2 separate regions of the Pan troglodytes genome follow, and region 2 is linked to region 1. A link is a contact called in public capture Hi-C data. All regions are on one chromosome and are shown on one strand. Each heading gives the region's core, a stretch centred on a gene start, on an enhancer-like site or on the middle of the called end of the contact. The rest is flanking DNA. Distances are from core to core; before and after follow the strand shown. Region 1 overlaps PRTG (protogenin). Region 2 has its middle 61 kb from the start of PRTG.

What was found. Capture Hi-C pulls out chosen DNA fragments and counts their contacts.
Region 2: a contact with region 1 is called in a capture Hi-C map of stem cell-derived neural stem cells, with 4 times the contacts expected there. The contact joins two enhancer-like sites. A contact is called at or near these places in 3 of 7 Hi-C or Micro-C datasets (induced pluripotent stem cells and stem cell-derived neural progenitor cells) and 1 of 1 other capture datasets (stem cell-derived neural stem cells).

The regions. Positions count from the first base shown.
Region 1 is chr16:47,668,693-47,674,999 of NHGRI_mPanTro3-v2.0_pri, forward strand. All of the region lies in intron 11 of PRTG (protogenin), which reads right to left. Among named protein-coding and RNA genes, the nearest start is that of PYGO1, 67 kb to the left of the region's middle. Within about 2 kb of position 2,224, at least 4 of the 24 cell types and tissues checked have an H3K27ac peak or open chromatin away from gene starts, as enhancers often do. A contact at or near this core is called in stem cell-derived neural stem cells, where this site is marked.
Region 2 is chr16:47,822,222-47,828,528 of NHGRI_mPanTro3-v2.0_pri, forward strand. No RefSeq gene overlaps it. Among named protein-coding and RNA genes, the nearest start is that of PRTG, 61 kb to the left of the region's middle. Within about 2 kb of position 2,545, at least 2 of the 24 cell types and tissues checked have an H3K27ac peak or open chromatin away from gene starts, as enhancers often do. A contact at or near this core is called in stem cell-derived neural stem cells, where this site is marked.

The sequences.
Region 1 (6,307 bases), core at 974-3,473:
GAGCTAAGACAAAAAAAAGGGTAAATATAAGTACCATCTAAGATAGGAATAACTGCTGCAAAAGAGATGTGTTAAACTCTAAGGGCATTCACAAGAGAGAACGATTACCACTTACTTGGAGAGTGGGCAGGGCTTCACAGAGGAGGTGGCATTTGAGCAGAACTTGACCCTACAAGAAGCATGGGGAAGAAGAGATCTAGGCCAAGGGAAGAGTATAAGCAAAGGTGTGGAGAGAGGAGCACATTCTCCCTGAGAGAAGTCACAGGGAGGAATTCAGATTTGCAGCAGTAAAGGGTATTTTATGGGGGAGGGTCACACAGAAAAGTGAGGCTGGGGACAGATCACACAGAGCTTTGAGAGCCATTGTGGATTTTATTAAATATACATGGAAGGCAGATGACTAAATGGAACTGTTGAGAGAAGAGACTAAGGAGTAAGAAAGCACCAAGTGGCTGAGCTTGGTGGCTCATGCCTGTAATCCCAGCACTTTGGGAGGCCAAGGGTGGCAGATGGCTTGAGCTCAGGAGTTCAAGACCAGCCCGGGCAACACAGCAAAGCCCCCATCCCTACCAAAAATACAGAAATTAGCTAGGCATGACAGTGCATTCCTATAGTCCCAGCTACTTGGTATGCTTAGGTAGGAGGATTGCTTGAGCCCAGGAGGCAGAGGTTGTAGTGAGCTGTGATCCCACCACTGCACTCCAGCCTGGGTGACAGAGTGAGACTCAGTCTCAAAAAAAAGAAAGGAAAAGAACATGTCAAAGTTTCCAGGTCAGGTCAACCAACAGAAATGGAAGAGGACATGCTTGGCAGAGGGTTGTCCTTCAGTTCCAAGTCTGTGCTTTTGGGCCTATTTTGTAAAACAGGGGCCCTATATCACTAATGTTTGAGAAATCAGATAGCAAATAGTAAGAGTATGTGTAAAAGAGTACCTTCCAAAGAATGGCATCCACTCCTACAAAGTGGCTTGAAACCTTTCCCCCCGCCCCCCCAACTTCTTGGTTAAGTTATCTCTGAAACAGGCCCTGAATAAATGGGAGATATGAATACATACATTCAACCTACGCAAACGTCCAGTAGAACAAAAGCAGAATAATCAGATATATAAACATTAGGTAGTAAATTAATTTTACTTTAAGGAGAACACATTCAAGAATTCCAATCCTGCTGGCTTTTGATCATTGCTTTATTCTTACACTTCAAGACCCAAGGCAAAAGCTAAAAAGCCCGCTGAGTAGGAAGCTTCTACACCATACCTTCCCCCCAATACCATGAAGAGTAAGTACTGCCTGATTGAAGATGAACTAAGATAGTAAAACCGACGGACATCAAATTCAAACTTTATGGACTCTTTGTTGTAATACTAACAGGTTTGTTCCCTGGAAAATGCATAAGAAAAAACAATCATTTCAAAGTACTGGGCTGTGGATCAACAATAACAGATGATATTTGGGTCATGAAAACTAGGTCTTTGTTGCTTTCAGGTGATGTTTGTTTCTGAGGCTCCAGAAGCCTTGAAAAGAGCCAGGTCAGAGCAAGCAGGTCGGGGTTAGATAAAATTAAGAGAAAACCTGAGGTCAAGAATATGAGAAAACTTTTCCCCCAAAGGAGTGACTCCACCTCCAACACTATTTCTAAAATTCAGCTCTGGTGAAGACTTAGAGAGTTTTATTTCCCATCCTTCTATGGAAATTCTCAAGTAGGGGGAAAAAATCCTCCTACGACCAAAGGAAGATAAAGCAATTACATCTACTTTAGGATTGCCCTCTGCCACTTTTCAGTTTACACACAGGAACATGCTGGGGTGGCCTAATAAAATGCATAAAGAAAATAAAAAAGCATTATTTGAAAATGACTATGTATAAATTGTTTACTTAAAATGCTGCTATAGAAAAGCTTTGCTATAGTAGCAACAAACTGTCACAATTAACACAGCTTCAAAGCATTAAAAATCGTCGAATTAGAATATATATGCAAAAGTAGGTAGCAATCAGAAAATATGCTGATATAACGTCAGGATATGCGAAGTCTCAAGATGTTTAGGTAGGAAATGATCAGAATAAGTAAGAAAGGTGAAAGTCTGAAGGATGAAACCTAGTGTCTAGCCAAATGTCCATTGTTAATTTAATCTTTTGTGCTACAAGGTTTTGTGTGAGCCTTTTCAGGCCCATTGTTCCCCTGCAGTCCAACTGGAGAGCTCCTTGGTCTGGCTAGCCAGGGTGACTGCACTGCCCCCAAGCCTGTCCCTTCGACACAATACCACCCATATAATTATTCAGAGAAGAGGCCAGCGGTAAGGCCTGCTCTGACACCTGGGTCATGGCCTCTGACATAGAATCTGGGGCCAGCTCAAGTCTGGCCCAGCAGCAGAGGAGCAGGAAAAATGCTAAGGGGGATGGGTGGGAAAGGGAAGCCGAGTGAAACGCTACGATAAAATGCTATGTGTAAGCACAGTAACAAAAACACAAATCACATTTGCACAATGCGATCTGCCTTCAAGTTTTCCAAATGTAAGACTACAGTGTTTCTCCAACTGAAATCACACCGAGATGAGGGGAGCAGATCTCTAAGACAGAATTCTTTGTCTCATATCGTCAAACTTGTGTTAGAATGGAAAACGTTAATTCATGATGATTAAAATAATATCTTACATGAAGGTACTAGTATGCTGATTTAAAAACAGGTTTTTAGCTAAAAGAATGTAAACTTTAAGCCTAGATTAAAAATTCATTCTCCATTTATAAACTGAATTTCTAAAAGGGATTGTTAATCAGAAACATTTTTCACTTTGTTTGCATTATAAATTTAAAGGAATTCTCTTTAATGATGACTATGTCAAAATGTTATAAATTTGTTGTATGATAATATATAGAAGATTTGAGTATAAAATAGACAGAACGGCAGATGGAGGGGTCAGTCCTTCACTTCTCAAACTTTCCCTGTGTATTCTATATACAGCTTTCATGGAAGCTGACCGGTAGAGTACTTGTCTAAACCTGAAATGATACACTCTTTTGTTTTGCTCCCACCCCCCGAAGGGTCTTAAGACAAATAACACCTCTCACTCCCAGTAAAAACATCCCCTCTCCTACTGAGTTTAGAATAATTTAGAAGAAAGTTCTTTGTACGTGTCATTTGAGAATCAGTTTCCTACCAAAATAAGTATATTCTATTGATCATCTCTATTTCTTTTTTTTTTTTCCTGAGATGGAGTTTCGCTCTTTGTTGCCCAGGCTGGAGTGCAATGGTGCGATCTCGGCTCACTGCAACCTCTGCCTCCTGAGTTCAAGTGATTCTCCTGCCTCAGCCTCCTGAGTAGCTGGGATTACAGGTATGTCCCACCATGCCCAGCTAATTTTTGTACTTTTAGTAGAGACGGGGTTTTCCCCTGTTAGCCAGGCTGGTCTCGAACTCCTGACCTCAGGTGATCTGCCCGCCTGGGCCTCCCAAAGTGCTTGGATTATAGGCGTCAGCCACTGCGCCCGGCCAGATAATTTCTATGTTTAAAACCTCCCCCAAATAACTGGGATTGTTTTGTAAACTTCAGAAGCATAAGGCTTTCCCAGCTATGTTGTGTTCACTAATGTTTTGATCCTGTTATTCTTTTTTTGATCACGTAATTTCATTTTTAATTGTCCATCAGGCTTTTAAGAATTCTTTTTAAAACATTTTTTATTTTTTGACAAATGTATTACCTTAGGATGTCTAGATAAGAAATATTTAGAGTTGAAGATTTCTATTTGAACTTTGCTATAAGTGAATCTGATTTACATTCAAACACTGAAAAACTAATACGAAAGTGAGATTGGAAGGTCCCACAAACATGGTTTTTGATCTTCTACGTACTTCTCTAATGGAAGACTTTTCCTTTTGTGAATCACTGTGGAAGAAAGGAACCTCACTGGCCCAATTTGGTAAGATGAGTCTCTCCCACTGCACTACCAATTAATGGAAATATGGTGAGGGTTGATATCTCCTTTGGTTAGGGAAGAGAAAAAGAAAAGAACACTTCAAAAGGACAGTGGCTTAACTGTCCCAGAATTTATAGTAGTTGTATATGAATCATATTATTAAGGCTATGTCCACATATACCTACCCAAATAACTTAAAAGCGAGTAAAATGGAGTGATCATTGATTATAAGTACAAAATTTATAATTCTAAAACAAAGTGTGTTAGAATAGCGGTGTGTGTGCCGTATCCTGGGATAATTAAGGTATAAAATTTACAAAGGAAGTTTAAAGTTGTTACATCAGAAAACGAAATAAATTTGATTATGTTGACATTTCTATCAAAAACAATTGTTACACTAAAAGCATCCGAAGTAGAACACTTGACTCATGCTACCGTACTTGGCTTAGCATTTGTTTAAGTAGCTGCTCTGTCTGCCAACACACATACACGGTCTGTCTCACATACATCATTGCCTTACAAACAATATTTTTATAGACTGACAGAGAGAGCCTATTCATGACAACCAAACTTCCCCTGAAGCTATGAAATAAATTTCCTCCCAGGACTAATATTTTTCCGTTTCACTGTCGTGGGCTTGCCATGCCATTTTGACCCTTTTGTGAAGCAACATGAAAATATCATCTATCATCTCCTGAACCACAGTGACTTGGTCAGAGGTGCACAGTTTCATTGCAAAAACATCTGTAGTTTGATAACCATCCCTTCAAATCTCAACCCTCAGCAGTGAAAAACAAGCTTACAAAATGAGAAAGATGCAGATAGCTTGAAACCAATCTTAAATTCTTCTCAAGTGGGAAATGCAAGCTGGTAAAATATCAGCTTCATCAATCACAGTGATAAAACCATGATTGTTTATTTATTTATGCCTCCTTTAAAACTCACAAGAAACAGTATGTTACAACAACTTATGTAAACTCGCTGCAATAGATTTTAATGTTAGCAAATAAAAGAATTCTGGGAGTTCTTAGATCCAAGCAGCTGCATATTATTAATGTGTTAACTGGCTATAAACAGTCTATTCAACCAGAAATTTTTTAGTTATTAAAAGACACTGAAGATGCTTAGGGGTACTGAAAGGTATTCAACATATCTTAAAAAGGTTTTCAACACATATGACACAGAACCTCAAACAATTTAAGCATATAGAATTAAACCAAAAAGATTTTCTGATAAATAAAACATTCAACAGATCTAGGTTTCTTATATTCAATCTGAAATATATTATTATAAATATCAGTTTACAAACATTTCATGAATGAGTTATTCAGTTGTTTAAGGAAATAATTTCAGTTCAGAGTATTTTTGTATTATCCACTCAGTTACAGAAACAGCCTTTAGTTCCTCAAGTGGGCTTTGGACAGTAAGAATAAGACAGAACTTTGGACAGTATGAACTTTAGACAGTATAAACTTTGGACGGTATGAACAGGCGAGCTCTGGACAGTATAAGAAACTGATTTTCTATGCTTTAATTTCTTAAGAGGCAAACTTATAGTATATACTGACTGATACAACTTTTAAATATCCCCACATTCCTAGATAATTTTTTTTATAAGCAATTACTTCAGAAGTGCTGTTGTTTTAAACTTTCAGTGCCTAATCATTGTAAAACCATTATCTAATTTGGAGATACTACAGACTAAAAACTGTCAGTACAAGAGTATAGGGCATTTTTAAACCTTTAAAATTAGTTATAGACATTTTAATGTATTTGCTTTATTTCTTATTCTTTTATTTGTGTGTGTACTTATACACATCTTTTCTTTTATTGAATCATGACACTTCACATCACACCTAAATACTGTGACATTTTCCCCCTAAAAAGGGATGTTCTCCAACATAAACACAGTATTATTATACCCAACAAATTTAACAATGGCAGCATTTATCTAATATATAGTCTGTATTTAAATTTCCAAAATTGTCCAATAATGTTCTTCATAACTGCTTTTCCCCGCAAGAATCCAGGATTACACGCTCCACATCACGTCTCCATCTAGAACTGTCTCCTGCTCTTTTCCTGTCTTCTCCAAGGATGGCATTTCCAGTTGAGCTGTTTTGTGGAATGTCTCACAATCTGGACTTATCTGATGGTTTCATTATTAGATTCGGGCTAAACATTTTTGACAAGAATACTACAAAGGTTAAATTATGACTTTAATTTAGGTTACTTTATAAAGGAAAATAAAAAATCTATAATCTATAATCTGTTAGGTTGCTTGTTGAAGAGAAACATGAGTTCAAAAGCTTTCCTAATCCAGAGCAGTGTAATTTTTTCTTTTTTGAGATGGAGTCTCGCTCTGTTGCCCAGGCTGGAGTGCAGTGGTGTGATCT
Region 2 (6,307 bases), core at 1,295-3,794, 150 kb after region 1:
ATGCCATTCTCCTGCCTCAGCCTCCCGAGTAGCTGGGACTACAGGTGCCCACCACCACCCCGGCTAATTTTTTTGTATTTTTAGTAGAGACAGGGTTTCACCGTGTTAGCCAGGATGGTCTCGATCTCCTGACCTTGTGATCCACCTGCCTCAGCCTCCCAAAGTGCTGGGATTACAGACGTGAGCCACTGCGTCCGGCCATACACTTCCAATTCTTGATCTGAAGTCCAACACTCTACCTCTGAGCTATACCGCCTCCTTATACTTCTTTTTTTTTTTTTAAGATGGAGTCTCACTCTGTCACCCAGGCTAGAGTGCAGTGGTGCGATCTCTGCTCACTGCAACCTCTGCCTCCTGGGTTCACACCATTCTCCTGCCTCAGCCTCCCGAGTAGCTGGGAATACAGGCACCCGCCACCACACGTGGCTAATTTTTTGTATTTTTAGTAGAGACGGGGTTTCAATGTGTTAGCCAAGATGGTCTCGATCTCTTGTCCTCGTGATCTGCCTGTCTCAGCCTCCCAAAGTGCTGGGATTACAGGCGTGAGCCACCGCACCCGGCCCCACTTCCAGTTCTTTACCCAGCTTGAATACCTCCAGGAAACTCACTAGTTTTAGAGGTGACCTATTTTCAGTAAGTGCCTATTATTAAAATTATTCCTGTTGTTGAGTCAGTTTGTCATGCAACAAATGCGCTCCCTTGTCCTAACTATGACCAATTAGGCAACACAGGACCTATATTGTCTTTTACATCGTAGTGGTCAAGTTTTTACTGCGCTTCTCTTCTTTAAGCTGAATCTCCTTGGTTTCTTCCATAGGTCCTCAACAAGTTTTCCCTTCTCACCGTACAGCCTCTATTTCTGGTGACACTGTGTCCCCAGAACCCTACCCTGCCTCCTGAGAAGCTTGACTGGTGAGGAGCAGGGCTGACTTCTGCTTAGGCCCAGGAACATCCAGACCCAGCACTGCCTACTTCTGGATTATTGGGTAAGACACATGAACCTGTAGAGCCAGCTTTCTGTTACTTACAGCTGAACACTTTCCTAACGGATACAGGTATGTGCTTTGTACCTAGCTCTGTGAAGACTGTTTACTAATGCCATCTTAATCCTGGGGAAAATGGATTAACCGTCCCCCTCTCAGGCTGTCATCTGTAAAATGAAGGATCTGGGCCTGATTACCTCTGTGGTCCTTTCACGTCTCTGATGTAAGCCCCATTGGCATCACCACAATAGTGCTGAGCGCCTACACTGGACTCTATAAACAGTAGTGGCATTTTTCTTCAGTGATTTACAGTCACAACTGCACTTCATTTGCATTTTAATATTTTTCTTCCTGAAAATAGTTTTCATAATTGCTCCAGGTTATTTTGGAGAAGAGAGAAGGGTTTTTGCAGAATCTGTTCCAGCTGACTTGGAGAATCCTTAATATTCCAGGTCCTCTCTCTTTTCCTTGCCCTCCTCCCACTTGTCAGCCAGCTCAGGCAAGTCACTGCAAGCAAGTGCCCCCAGATACCAGTTTCCATTGCTTGGTTGCCCAGAGAGAGGAGTGGGAGGTGGGCAAGTGTTGTGGTGTGGGCTATTGCCCACTGTCCACCAAGCTCAGGCGGAGGGACAACACTGAGAGTACTGTCTGATGAGCCCAATATAGCATAGGCTACTGACTAATGTCAGGACATCTCAGGCCTGTATGTCTTCACCTGTGTGACGGGTTGGTCATGATATCCCCTGCCCTGCCTAGCCTGCCCTGTGAGGTTGCATTGAGGTTTAACGCTGTGAGGAGGCTATACAAATCAGGATTAATTTTAGGATTATGATAGCCACTCTTTCCATATAATTATAATTTTTATGATCAAGACTATCATTATTATTTATTACAATTCCATAAATGTGGAATGTTGTCTTTATCTCCATATCTCCATGTGGTTAGAACATAATTTGTGCAATTACTGCATTTATCGTGATGGAGAATACAGAGAATTCAGAGCATATAATTATTCTGGCAAAAGAAGCATTTACGATTATATCTTCCTAAAGGGGAAATGCACTCCTTTAAAGTAAATTACAGTTGCCTGGTTATGGCCATTCAAAGACCCCATTATTTCTGACTTTTTCTTGTAAATCTCTGAAAAGCAAGGCAAGGATTAAGGCTGAAACTCTAATTCGAGCCCAGCTTCAGGGCTGGAGGCTGCCATTGAGTATTCTCGGGTTTCCCTGTGGGTAATGGAAGGCAGCAACTCCTCTAGTGGCCACCACTGCATGGGAATAATCATCAAAAGAGAGAAGAGACAAAAATATTTTAATTGTCTTGTAACCTCTCCTTAGCTGTGAAACAAGGTGGCCTTTACAGCTGCCCCCCAGAGAGACTAAACACTGGGCTGGGACTGTTTTGAATGGAAAGCTATAAAGTGCAAGCATCTAAAAGGAGTACTGCTCTGTAATCACCGCTGCTATTTATAGAGCTTGCCCAGCTCCTCAGGCTTATGGCTGCACAGGGAACACCTCTCAGCAGCTGCCTTTACCAGCTGACCTTGCTCAGATTGGGGGTGGAGGTCCCCGTGGAACCTGCAGCTGGAGGAAACCTGGGCCCTGTGATGCTGCAGTCACTCACACAAGGTGTCCCAGGAAGGTACCAGGGCTTGAGTCCAGGCCAGAGCCTTCCACCATGCCAGGCTGTGTGGGAGGAAGGTGAACAGACTGGTTGATCCCTCATCTCTTCTCTCTCTATCGTACACTAAACTTGGAAGCCAGGATTTATTCCCTCGGAATAATAAAATACCTAGAAGTTCTCTGCTAATGAAATTGAGCAGCTCTAGAGTTGTCTGGATTCTAGCATTTAGGGTCTGTTCAGTGTACAGCTGGCTTCCTGCTCAATCACCTGCTGGCTGACAGGCTTTTCTCCTACTCACACTCCTTAACTCCTCATTCTTTTTTTTTTTGAGATAGGGTCTCACTATGTTGCCCAGACTGGAATGCAGTGGTGCAATCTTGGCTTACTGCATCCTCGACCTCCCAGGCTCAAGTGATCCTCCCACTTCAGCCTCCCAAGTAGCTGGGACTACAGGCATGCACCACCAGGCTCAGCTAACTTTTGTATTTCTTTTTCTAGAGGTGAGGTTTTGCCATGTTGACCAGATTGGTCTCAAACTCCTGGCCTCAAGTGATCTACCTGCCTCGACCTCCCAAAGTGCTGGGATTACAGGTGTGAGCCAGTGCACCGGCAACTCCTCATTCTTTATTTTTTTTTTCAGATGGAGTCTCACTCTGTCACCCCAGCTGGGGTTGAGTGGCGTGATCTCAGCTCATTGCAACCTCGGCCTCCTGGGTTCAAGTGATTCTCCTGCCTCAGCCTCCCAAGTAGCTGGAATTACAGGCCTGTGCCATCACACCCAGCCACCATGCCTGGCTGCAACTCCTCGTTCTTAAACATGAGCAGAAGTGCAAGGATTACCAGACAGTTGGTTAAAATAAATGAAAAAGTTAAACAAAAAGAAAAATTGACCTCTAGAAAACAAAAGTAATTCAGAGAACAGAACAGAACTTAAAACAAAAACACCAATCTGTATATAGTATGCTCAGAAGGTATCATGTCCATAAAACAAGAACAGGATGTTATAAAACAGGAAAAAAAAGAGTTAGAAATTAAAATATGATTGCTGAAATGGAAACTAAATGGAGATATGAGAAAATAAAGACAAGGAAATCTCTCAGAAAAACAAACAAACAAAAAAAAGACAAAGACATGAAAAAGTAAAGATACAGAAGATATGGGCCAGGTGCAGTGACTCATGCCTGTAATCCCGGCACTTTGGGAGGCTGAGGTGGGCAGATCACTTGAGGTCAGGAGTTCAAGACCAGCCTGGCTAATATGGTGAAACCCTGTCCCTACCAAAAATACAAAAGTTAGCCAGGTGTGGCGGTGCACGCCTGTAATCCCAGCAACCTGGGAGGCTGAGCCAGGAGAATGGAAGTTTAGACTCAGCCTTCAGTCTCCTAAGTTTCAGAAACAAAGAACCATGAACATGGAAGAAAGGAAATAATGAAGGAAATAATATAAGAAAAATTTCTAAAGCTGAATGACATTACAATGGCAATGAATGACATTGTAATTAAAATGAGCCACTGAGTGCTTAGCACAATAAATCAAGAAAATAGATGTATACCTATGTATAGCATGAAAGTTCACAATACTGAAAATGAGGAAGATCCTAAATATTTCAAAGGAGAATAAAACAGGACATCTACAAAGAGGCAAGAATCAGAATAACAATAGCAACCGTAAATGCTAGAAGTTAGTGAGAAAGACCTCAAAATTCTGAGGGAGAATGATTATCAACAAGAGATCAATATCCAACAAAACTATCATTTGAACATGAGAGTAAAGCCAAGATATTTTCAGGACTCAAAACGATTTCATGCAAACCCTTTCTTAGGAATTTGCTTTCAGATATGCTGTAGAAACATGAAGAGCAAAATCAGGAAAAAAATAAGATCTAAGCAATAGTGGATCCAATGTAGGGGAGTAGTCAAGGTGTTCCAGAGATCCCTTCAGCAATTAGTCCAAACTGGAGCAGGAAGACAGGAATCCCAAGAAAGAGATATCCAGGGAAAACGGACACGTAATACTTAAGTTATGAAGAATTTGGAAATAATTGGGAATTTAAAAAGGCAATTGGTGGAATAAACATAAAGGAAAACAAATGAGAAATTCCAGAAAAAAAGCCAGAAAGCTAAACAAAAGGTAAAACTTCAATTAAAGGCCAGGCGTGATGGCTCATGACTGTAATCCCAGCACTTTGGGAGGCTGAGGCGGGTGGATCACCTGAGGTCAGGAGTTCAAGACCAACCTGACCAACATGGTGAATCCCTGTCTCTGCTAAAAATACAAAATTAGCCAGGCATGGTAGCTCATACCTGTAATCCCAGCTACTTGGGAGGCTGAGGCAGGAGAATTGCTTGAACCTGGAAGGTGGAGATTGCAGTGAGCCAAGATCATGCCATTGCACTGCAGCCTGGGCAACAAGAGCAAAACTCCGTCTCAGAAACAAACAAACAAACAAACAAAAAACCCCGAAAACCAGAGAAGAATCAAATAGACGCAATAAAAAATCATAAAGGGGATATCACCACCAATCCCACAGAAATACAAACTACCATCAGAGAATACTATAAACACCTCTAAGCAAATAAACTAGAAAATCTAGAAGAAATGGATAAATTCCTCAACACATACACCCTCCCAAGACTAAACCAGGAAGAAGTTGAATCCCTGAATAGACCAATAACAGGTTCTGAAATTCAGGCAATAATTAATAGCCTACCAACCAAAAAAAGTCCAGGACCAGATGGATTCACAGCCGAATTCTACCAGAGGTACAAAGAGGAGCTGGTACCATTCCTTCTGAAACTACTCCAATCAATAGAAAAAGAGGGAACCCTCCCTAATTCATTTTATAAGGCCAACATCGTCCTGATACCAAAGCCTGGCAGAGACACAACAAAAAAAGAGAATTTTAAACCAATATCCCTGATGAACATTGATGCAAAAATGCTCAATAAAATACTGGCAAACCGAATCCAGCAGCACATCAAAAAGCTTATCCACCACGATCAAGTAGGCTTCATCCCTGGGATGCAAGGCTGGTTCAACATACGCAAATCAATAAACGTAATCCAGCATATAAACAGAACCAAAGACAAAAAACACATGATTAAATCTATAGATGCAGAAAAGACCTTCACAAAATTCAACAGCCCTTCATGCTAAAAACTCTCAATAAACTAGGTATTGATGGGACGTATGTCAAAATAATAAGAGCTATTTATGACAAACCCACAGCCAATATCATACTGAATGGGCAAAAACTGGAAGCATTCCCTTTGAAAACTGGCACAAGACAGGGATGCCCTCTCTCACCACTCCTATTCAACAGAGTGTTGGAAGTTCTGGCCAGGGCAACCAGGCAGGAGAAAGAAGTAAAGGGTATTCAATTAGGAAAACAGGAAGTCAAATTGTCCCTGTTTGCAGATGACATGATTGTATATTTAGAAAACCCCATCATCTCAGCCCAAAAGCTCCTTAAGCTGATAAGCAACTTCAGCAAAGTCTCAGGATACAAAATCAACGTGCAAAAATCACAAACATTCCTATACACCAATAACAGACAAACAGAGAACCAAATCATGAGTGAACTCCCATTCACAATTGCTTCGAAGAGAATAAATACCTAGGAATCCAACTTAAAAGGGATGTGAAGGACCTCTTCAAGGAAAACTACAAACCACTGCTCAACGAAATAAAAGAGGATA